Linked DNA regions of Mus musculus: all the other regions are linked to region 2. A link is a contact called in public HiChIP or PLAC-seq and promoter capture Hi-C data. All regions are on one chromosome and are shown on one strand. The core of a region is the stretch at or near the end of the contact, and the rest is flanking DNA. Distances in the headings are between cores, read along the strand shown. Region 1 holds the start of Chid1 (chitinase domain containing 1). Region 2 holds the start of Cttn (cortactin). Region 3 holds the start of Ctsd (cathepsin D).

Region 1 (2,979 bases), core at 302-2,801, 2.9 Mb before region 2:
TGAAGGTGACGTAAGAAGCAGGATGATCACAACCCCAGGTGACATTTATTGACCATATGTTGCATGCCAAACCTGGTGAATTATCCACAAGTTCTCTCCACAGACCAGGACTCAGGCAGGCATAAATGTTATTCCCATTTACAGATAAGGAAACCAACACAGGGGGCAGCCCACCAAGCCATGGGGCACGTGGCTACCATCCCATCCCAACTATACAATGCAATGCAAACAGGACTGTGATAAGATGGCTCAAGTTATAGTTCTGTCACCAGCACACTGTCTCTGGGCCTCCCTGGGCTCCAGTCTAGAGATCTGTGGAAAGTTCTTTGGAAATTTTCCATCACAGAGTGTTCAAGATTTGAGGCTGCGCTGAGGGTAAGGCCTCATGTACCTAGCAAACTTGAAGGAACCCATACAACTTGCTGTATACCCTCCTACCTGAGGCTGGGCCCTCCACATAGAGCTCATTCTCTATGCCCGACAGCCACTCTGGCCTTGCTAACTCGTTTGCACACTCATGTCATCGTTCGTTCATTTGTGGCTCCACAAGCTATGCACACTAACTCACATATCTGAAATCTCTGACTTCGTTATCTTACATCCTGGTTCATGTTTATACTCCTTTATACACCACTCACCCATGTTTCTTCATATCCAGCTACACTGGCACATACATAAACTTAACACATTCACTACTGTGCTGTTCACACGTGCTTCCTGCGGCTTCTTTTGCCCCACCCCCAAACTCTTTTTTGGAGACAGGGTCTTGCTATGTGGCCCTGGCTGACCTGAAACTCACTCTATAGACCAGGGTGGCCTCGGACTCACAGAGATCCATCTGCCAGCCTTTGCCTCCCGGGTGCTAGGATTAAAGCCATCGCTACGGGCTCTCTTGATTTTATGCAACGGCCTGTGCTCGCTCATATTCTCAGATTACTGTTGGCTCGAAAGCTTCCTCACAGTCACACACTTGGCGCTCACACTTCTACTAAAGAACAATGTCACACTCTCTCCCATACCTGCTCTCACCCTAACACTCTCTCACCCTTGCTCATACTCATCCCCACTCGCTTTCTCACCCCTAATAAAGTCCATGTTCTCACATCTCCCCTCACCCATTCGGGCCCTCACACCCGCTCGCTCTCTCACATACGCCCTTACTCTCAGGCTGACACACCTGCTTTCTGACACCTACTCACCCTCACATCTGTTTCTTCCACCAGCTCACCCTCACATCTGCTTATTCCGCACGAGCTCCCACTCACCCTCACATCTGTTTCTTCTCACACTGACACGATCGCTCTCCCCCTCAAACCCTCTCATCCTCACTCACTTCCTCGCCCTCACATTCATAGCTCCCATATTGCTCTCATCCGTGCCCTCTCCTTCCCGCTCACACTCTGCCCGTTCTGTCCGGGGAGAGCCTCGCTGCCCGACGTTCCCGCATTGTGACGCGGAAGATGAAGCAGTCCCATTGCCGCCACAGCCGGGCTCACCTTCATGTCAGGAGACCGGCCAGACCCATCAAGCACGGCCGGAAGACGATTTAATCAACCGGAAGTCCCGCCCACTGGCCTCCACAAGCTCCCGCTGCGCCACGCCAGCTTCCTAGATGCCTTGCGCACGGCACGCTGGGATGGGGCGGGACCGAGATGGCTGGAGGGCGGAGTTAGAGGTGGAGCCTCGTAGCGACCGGCGAGCTGGAGAAGGGCTGAGAGTGGATCGGGACCGTCAGTTGGATGAAGACAGAGCTGAGTGTGCGGAACGTGTACTTCGTAGCCGTAGGTGCTGTTTCCGCTCCTGCAGCCAGTCCCTCTATTGATCAAGGGCCTGTCGTACAGCAGAATAGTGGGGTCAGATCCCGAAATCCTCCCAGAGAAGTTGGTGGTGATGTTGAACATCCCCTCTCCGGGATTGATGGCTGGCTGCCTCAGCACTGTGCTGAAGTCTACATTACGTCCACTTATGTGACCACCAAGGCCTTTAGGGTCTTGGGAACCCATCCCTGTCAAGTATGGGGGACGTGGGTCACTATGCGCATAGTCAGTTCCGTAGTCTCCCAGATGTGTCAGGACAGACTGTGCGCCAAGTCTTTGAACCTCCACATTATCCCAGTTGCCACATTTCTGTCACTATCTATAGGTTTGCAGTGCCCACTACACTGTCTCCAGTAGAGACACTGCTCCAGGCAATATAACATCCTTCTCCAGATGGCCTAGCACAGCGAACATTCTATCTGCCTAAATCCCAGAGCTGTCTTGGTCCTCGTTTTTGGTCTTGCAAATTGTAGGAGCTAGAACCCACAGAGGCAGACACCACGCTCCCCACCCCCATCTCAGCTTTAGCAAGAGGAGCCCAGACACTTCTTCGAGTGGGTTGAAAGCACACGTGACCAGCATTTTTATTTTTCATCAAGCTGACTAGTCCCCACCCCCATCCCTTGCTGTTCCCAGCAGTTTCCTGCAGAAACCACATTTGGCCTGTCCACACCCAGTTAAACCCTCTGGCCCACTCCACTATGGTCTGTTCCAGGATTTGCAGTGCGGCTGTTTCCCCATTCCTGCTGCTGCAGAGGTTTCTCACTGAGCTGAGCTTCGTGTTCTTCCTTCCGAATCACGTTTCCTCCTTTCTCTTCCCCATATTTTCTGCCAGCTGTCCCCCAAGCCTTTCTACAGGGGCGGGGCTGGGTGTGTATGCTAAGGCATGCTGTGCATCACCATCTGCTTTCCTGGCATCCAGCTCAGCACCCTACTAGGAACAAATGCCCAGAACAGTGATTCCAAGTGGGCAGAACTCTGGAGAGGTGGATGTCCTGAGAATTGTTCAGTCCAAGCAATACTAAAGAGACCATCATTCTTTTAAACCAGCGAAGGCATTTGGATCTGACTGATGTAAGAGGTCTTTGAGCTAAAGACTTGGCAAAGTCCACTAAGGATTCCACTCCCAGTCTGTGTTGCAGACTCTTAAGAACAGAAAGGA
Region 2 (3,067 bases), core at 119-2,618:
CACACCCAGGAGGAGGGGCGGCTGGATTCCAGGCTCCTTAGCTCCAGGAAGCAAGCTAGGCGCTTGGATTTCCATTGACCCCATTGCAAATTTCCCTCAGGTGCCCAGGCCTTTCCTCAGATGTTGGCCTCTCAGCCCAGTCCTGAGGACTAGAGACCAATGCTGGAACCCGGCTGCTCAGCCTTACCAACTTCCTACAGGTCCTTGGACCCTCATAATTCCACTGGGTTCTGGAACCCCAGGCTCCCCAGGCCCACCAGCTTCCCCCAGGCCCTCATCATTCCACTAGATTCTAGAAGCAAAGTCCCCTTACCCCCACCAGCATCTCCCAGGCCTCAGGTCTACATTCTTTTCCCAGGTTCTGGTACTCTGACTACCACAGACCCATAATTATGCACTCTGACCTAGAACACCCCAAACCGACTTAGCACTTCATCCTGGGTTCCTGCTCTGAAACCCCACCCCTTTCTTTATGTCCAAAATTCCTAGGGCCTGTGTCCTAGGGCCCGCCCCCTCAGAGCCAGACCGGCTGTGCACCCCTAGCTACTCCACAAATGACGGGATGAACGGCTCAGCATTGGTGTCCGAAACCTCCGATCCTTGCCCAATACCCGGGGCTCCGACGTCCCCATCCAGACCCTGCGACCCGGGACTTTGAGCCTCCAATCCTGGCCCTACACCCCGAATCCCGAATCCCAGCGCCACACCACAACCCCAACCCCCCGATTTCGGACCCACACCGCGAACCCTTGGCCTTGACTCTGCACCCCGGTTCCCCCTCCTAGCACTGCACTCCAACCCCCGATCCTAGCCCTGCAGCCCGGGTCCCGACGCCCGACCCCAGCCACACACCCCAAGTCACAATCCCGGCCCCACACCGCGAACACCGGGTTTTGGCCTGGAATCCTGACTCAGGGGTCCCAGCCCTACACTCCGAGGCCTCGACCAACAGATCCTGGCCCTGCACCCCTGGGCCCCGACCCTGCCCCGCACTCGGATCACCTGGGCCCAGTCCAGACCCTGTACCCCAACCTCCCGTCCAGGCCCGGCACCCTGACAACTCATCATCCCACACCCTTCCTGTCCCCCAGCAGCTCTCTAGGACGCCCATCCCCCGCTCACCGCACCAGCAGGGTCCACCAGGCTCCCGCCGCGCCCCGCCGCTCCCTGTGCCCGCTCACTTCCGGTTCCGCGGAGGCGGGGCCGCATCCGGGGCCACGCAAGATCCCGCCCTATTCCAGGCCGTCCCCGCCCCGTATTCCTGTTAGCTGATCAAGAAAGCAGGATACACAGTTCCAGGACTCATAGGCAGCTCGGCCGCCAGTCAGCTGCGGAGATCCGATTTAGAAACACCCGTCAAGCCCTGTCCAACACACATTCACCCTCAACCCAGCTTCCAACCATGTATCCACCCTGCAACTCTCTACCCACGCATGGATCTACACAGCATCATTCACTCCCCTGTCAATCTTCTACCCACCAATCCACCAATCTGTCCTTCTGCCCATCTACCCATACACCCACTCATCTAGCCATACATCTGTTCATCCATTCTTCCATCTATCTGCTTCCTATTGTGATCAAAAAACTGAACCCTGTCTCGAAAAACAAACAAAACAAAACAAAACAAAAAGAACTGATCAAATACAGCTTGGGGAGAAAACTGCTTATTTGGCTCATAAATTATAGTCCATCACTGAGGGAAGGAAGTTAGAACAGGAACTCAGGCAGGGCAGGAACTGAAACAGAGACTATGAAGGAGTGCTGCATACTGGCTTGCTCAGCCTTTCTTTCACATCCCAGGTCTACCAGTGTAAGGGTGGCAACCCACAACGGTGGGTTGGGCCCTTCTGAATCAATCAGTAACCAAGAAAATGCCCCCACAGACTAGCCTACAGGCCAGTCTGATGGCAATTCATCAACTGAGGTTTCCTCTTCCAAGATTACTCTAGTGTCAAGTTGACAAAAACTAACCAACATGTCACCTATACACCCATGTGTCAACCATCCATCTACTTATCTATCCATCCACTCATCTATCTGTCCTAGTTGACATTAACTGTCAACTTGAAACAGCCTAGAATCACATTTTTTTTTAAAAAAATCTCAAATGTGTACTTGTCTTATTTAGGTTATTCTGTGGGCATGATTGTCTTGATACAGGAGGGCCAACCCACTGTGGTCCATCCCTAGACAGGTGTCCTGGACTGTATAACAAAGCTAGCTAATAAGGCAGCGGCCAAGTGGATCACTTAGAGGCCAGTCTGGTCCTGATCAGCCAAGTGAGGGATTCTGTCTCTCCTGCCCCCCTCTCCAGAAGGAGGAGGAGGAGAAAGGAGATGAAAGAGGGAGGTTAGGGATGTAATTCAGTGGTAGAGTGCCTGTCTAGTATGTACAGGGCCCTGGTACCAACCTTAGCACCACAAGGCAGAAAACAAAAGGCTAAACTGTCAAAATTTATGAATAGATCAGGAAGGAAAAAGAGATGTCAGGTGTCAGAGGAGAATGTTCCCATGTGTGTGTGCACAATTCACATGTAAGTGTGCATTCAACTGCATGAGCACACATACAGAGGTCCAAGGACACATTCTGGCATCTTCCTCAGGAAGGCCACTCACTGCTTGAGACAGGATCTCTCTGGCCTGCAGTTCATCCACTAGGCTAAGCTGGCTGGTCAGCAGGCCCCAGAGATCCTCCTGTCTTTGCTTCTCTGCTGAGGGGATTGCAAATGTGCACCACTCCACCCACCATCCTCTCATTGGTTCTGAGGATCACACTCAGTCCCTCATGCCTGCAGAGCAAACACCCAGCCATCTCCTAGCATAGGGTAGTTGTTGTTGTTCTTGTTGTTTTAGTAAAACCATGGTCTCAAGTGTTTTGTTAAATAAAAACTACAGGCATCATTTTATACTAAGTACCTAAACCGTGCCCAACAAGTGGGGTCAGTCACTTAAGCTAAGTTCCACGTACCCAAGCTGAAAAGCCAAGCTCTATTCTTGAACCAGGGACAGTGGTGTGTGCCTGAGTCCCTGTGATGGGGCACCTGAGACAGGAAGATGGCTTTTGC
Region 3 (2,841 bases), core at 227-2,726, 2.1 Mb before region 2:
GCTCTCCCTAGCCATCCCTGCACACAATCTGGCAACTCTCACCCAAGAAACCTACATGCCCTACCACCACAGACTCAAGGCCCTTATATGCTCCCTGCAGCCCTGATGCAGACAACTAAATAGGGGACGCCACCATTAGATAGCAGAGGGAGAGGGGTCCCTGCCCTGCCCTCCAGGTCACCTCTCCACCACCACCCCACCCCCCACCCCCAGTTTGCTCCTGTTCCCAAGGAGAGCTGATCTGTAATCACTTGTTGAAACTTCTCTGCCCAGGGATTTGTAGCCAAGGTCACAGCTGACCTTTCCTGGCATGCACAGTGCATGCTCTGAGAGACATAGGAGTCTTGCCTAAGAGTAGTGGGCTGGAAGAGGCAGGCTTCTGGCCTGGGGCTTAGGGGAGGCACACACCCTGCAAAGGTCAGGAAACATGCCAACAAGCCTAAGAGTGTGGCTTTGTTTCTGGTGCCTAGTCTCAGGGATCCTGGAGTCCACAACACCTCTTCCCAGAGAAGAGAAGCCTGAGGGCAGGGCAGGCAAGCCCAGGGCAGGATCAAGCCTAGGCCACTCCCTACAATGGCTCCACTGAGGCTACCCACCCACAGCTTGCAGCCTACAGACTGGGCTCCTTCCCACCCAACCCTGGTGCCCAGCCGGCAGAGCCAGCTCTACTCCCGCAGCCTACGGCCTCAGCCACCTGCCACGACCAGGGACTCACAGAGTGGGAAAACACACGGGCTACCACCAAGACCTCATCTAGCACAAAGGCCAAGTCCACGGGCCTGAGAAGGGCCTGGTCCCCAGTGGGGTAGACCTCAGCTCCAAGGTATTTGAACTGGGCCACTCCATACCTTCTCTCTCTGGGACTTGTGCAACTCAGGAGGGAGGAGGAGAGATTCACCACCCAGGACAGGGGGGATCATCTTTGAGTAAACTTCTAGGGCTATGCACCAGTGCACAGCTGTCAAACAGGGTCCCTTAAAAGGAAAGGCCTGAGGAAGTTCAGGGGGGCAAGGGCCTACTAGGTTTTCCAACTTCCACAGCTGGGTTCAACAGAATCCTATCCATGGGGCAGCACTTCTCCTCAGAAGCGGCCGCCCCGCTACACACACACACACACACACACACACACACACACACACACACACAGAGGCGAGGTTGGAGTCAGACCCACTTGTGGCCACCCTACTGTACCCTCCTGTTCGACCATAGGAGTCATAGGAGTGGAGAGGGGCCCAGGAGACCCCTGCCTTTTGAGTGTCTCGCCCCATAGTCTGTGGGACCCTGAGGAAGGCTGCGCTGGGTGCACAGGTGCATTCCAGCACGGCCGGAGCACGCGGCACTCCAGGTGACGAGCCCCGCATCTCCGGACCCAGAGCGGGTCCTCACCTGATAATCGCGAAGGAGGACGAAGCCAGGAGGCCGAGAATGAGCAGCAAGACGCCGGGAGTCTTCATGGTCGCGGCGGCCCGAAGAGAGCAAAGCTTAAAGCCAGAGGTCGCCGGCTTATAGGCAGGATGACGCCGCAGTCCCGCGGAGTCAGCTGACCCGCTTGTTTGGCCCTCAACGGGTCACGTGAGACGCGGGCGAGGGGCGGGGCGACCCGAACCCGCCTCCAACACTGCCCGGGCGCAGGCGTGCCCTACTCCAGGCCTACGCACGGCTCTCGGGAACGCGCCCGCCCACTTTCCTGGGACCGGAGAATGACTGGATACAGGTCACGTGGGGGAAGGAAGACCAGGCAGGCCCGGAAGCATCCAGAGGGGCGGATCCTGCCCTCAGCTCCGCCCCTCCCTTAATCTGTCTTTTTTGCATAATTGGGGTGCCCACTACCAGGATGTGGTCTTTGTCTGATTGGGCCCTGACCCTCTCCTGGATGCCAGCTTAAACCTAAGCCTTTTCTCTTTCAGCTCTGTTCCTCCTTGAGAATTTCCCTGGAGCCTCTCTGGACTCTTGGACCAGCAAACTTCACCCTCTTCAAAGCTCCACTACCTACTCATCTCCCCAGAGCAACACCCTTTTTATTTAAGCTGGAACACCTAACATGCACATTCCATAATGTAGCAATGTTGATTGCAGGCCTAGTCCTGGACTATGCATCTATTGATACAAGGGGTAGGGTGTACAGTGAGATGAGACCAGGGTTGCAATCGCCACTTGGGTCTTAACTACTTCACTCTTTAATGCCCTGCTTGGTGTCAGCAAATGAATTGGGTGCTGTTTGAGAGAGGCAGAGTCCAGCTCTCCATCATGGAGAGCTGAGCCCAGAAAGGCATTTAAGGGGAATGTCCTCTCTGAGAGGTGGTGTCCATACAAGGACAGGAACGCAGAGGAGCCTTGCCAGGGTCTGATCCCGGGAGCGCTTTTGGACATGTTCTACCTGTATTGAGGAGGTGGATGCCTCTAAGTCCACTCTACACATGGACACATGAGCTGTTCTGGTTCCCCAGGTTCAAAGCTACAATTCCCATCAAGTTACATCAAGTTGGGCACTTGACCTCTGCCAAGGCTCTCCACTCAGGGTCAGTGTTAATAGCTACACGTGGGTCACCACAGCCTGGATCCTGCCTCCACAGTCAGCACTCCACACATTGCTTAAAGCTTGGGTGTGAGGGCGAGAGCTGCCCTAAGATCTTGGAATCTGACCCTCTACTCCTTTGAATCTAAGACTATTCTTTGGTAGCCCAAGAGACAGGGTCTGGCCCTGGAGTTGCCATTTGCTTCCTAGAGTTGCTATCTAGAGATGATTGCTGGACCATGGGTGGGCAATGGGAAAGGTCCTCTGGGGCACCATGCTGGCTCTCCCAGCCCTGCCATAAATAGTGTTGCAGGGTGCTCAGGTGC

Evidence for each region. Promoter capture Hi-C pulls out the DNA fragments that hold promoters and counts their contacts. HiChIP or PLAC-seq counts read pairs in DNA pulled down with a chosen protein or histone mark.
Region 1: a promoter capture Hi-C map of liver shows a contact between it and region 2, with 3 times the contacts expected there. The contact joins the promoter of Chid1 here to the promoter of Cttn in region 2. A contact is called at or near these places in 2 of 39 promoter capture datasets (hippocampal neurons and liver).
Region 3: an H3K27ac HiChIP or PLAC-seq map of embryonic stem cells shows a contact between it and region 2, with 4 times the contacts expected there. The contact joins the promoter of Ctsd here to the promoter of Cttn in region 2. A contact is called at or near these places in 1 of 39 promoter capture datasets (pre-B cells) and 2 of 115 datasets of contacts at active chromatin or transcription factors (embryonic stem cells and large pre-B cells).

The regions. Positions count from the first base shown.
Region 1 is chr7:141,538,277-141,541,255 of GRCm38.p6, forward strand. Chid1 (chitinase domain containing 1) reads right to left here and starts at 1,552. Exons shown (of 13, transcript NM_001142681.2): 1 at 1,497-1,552.
Region 2 is chr7:144,469,567-144,472,633 of GRCm38.p6, forward strand. It overlaps Cttn (cortactin), which reads right to left and starts at 1,369. Exons shown (of 18, transcript NM_007803.5): 1 at 1,123-1,369.
Region 3 is chr7:142,386,351-142,389,191 of GRCm38.p6, forward strand. Ctsd (cathepsin D) reads right to left here and starts at 1,477. Exons shown (of 9, transcript NM_009983.3): 1 at 1,387-1,477. The coding sequence starts at 1,454.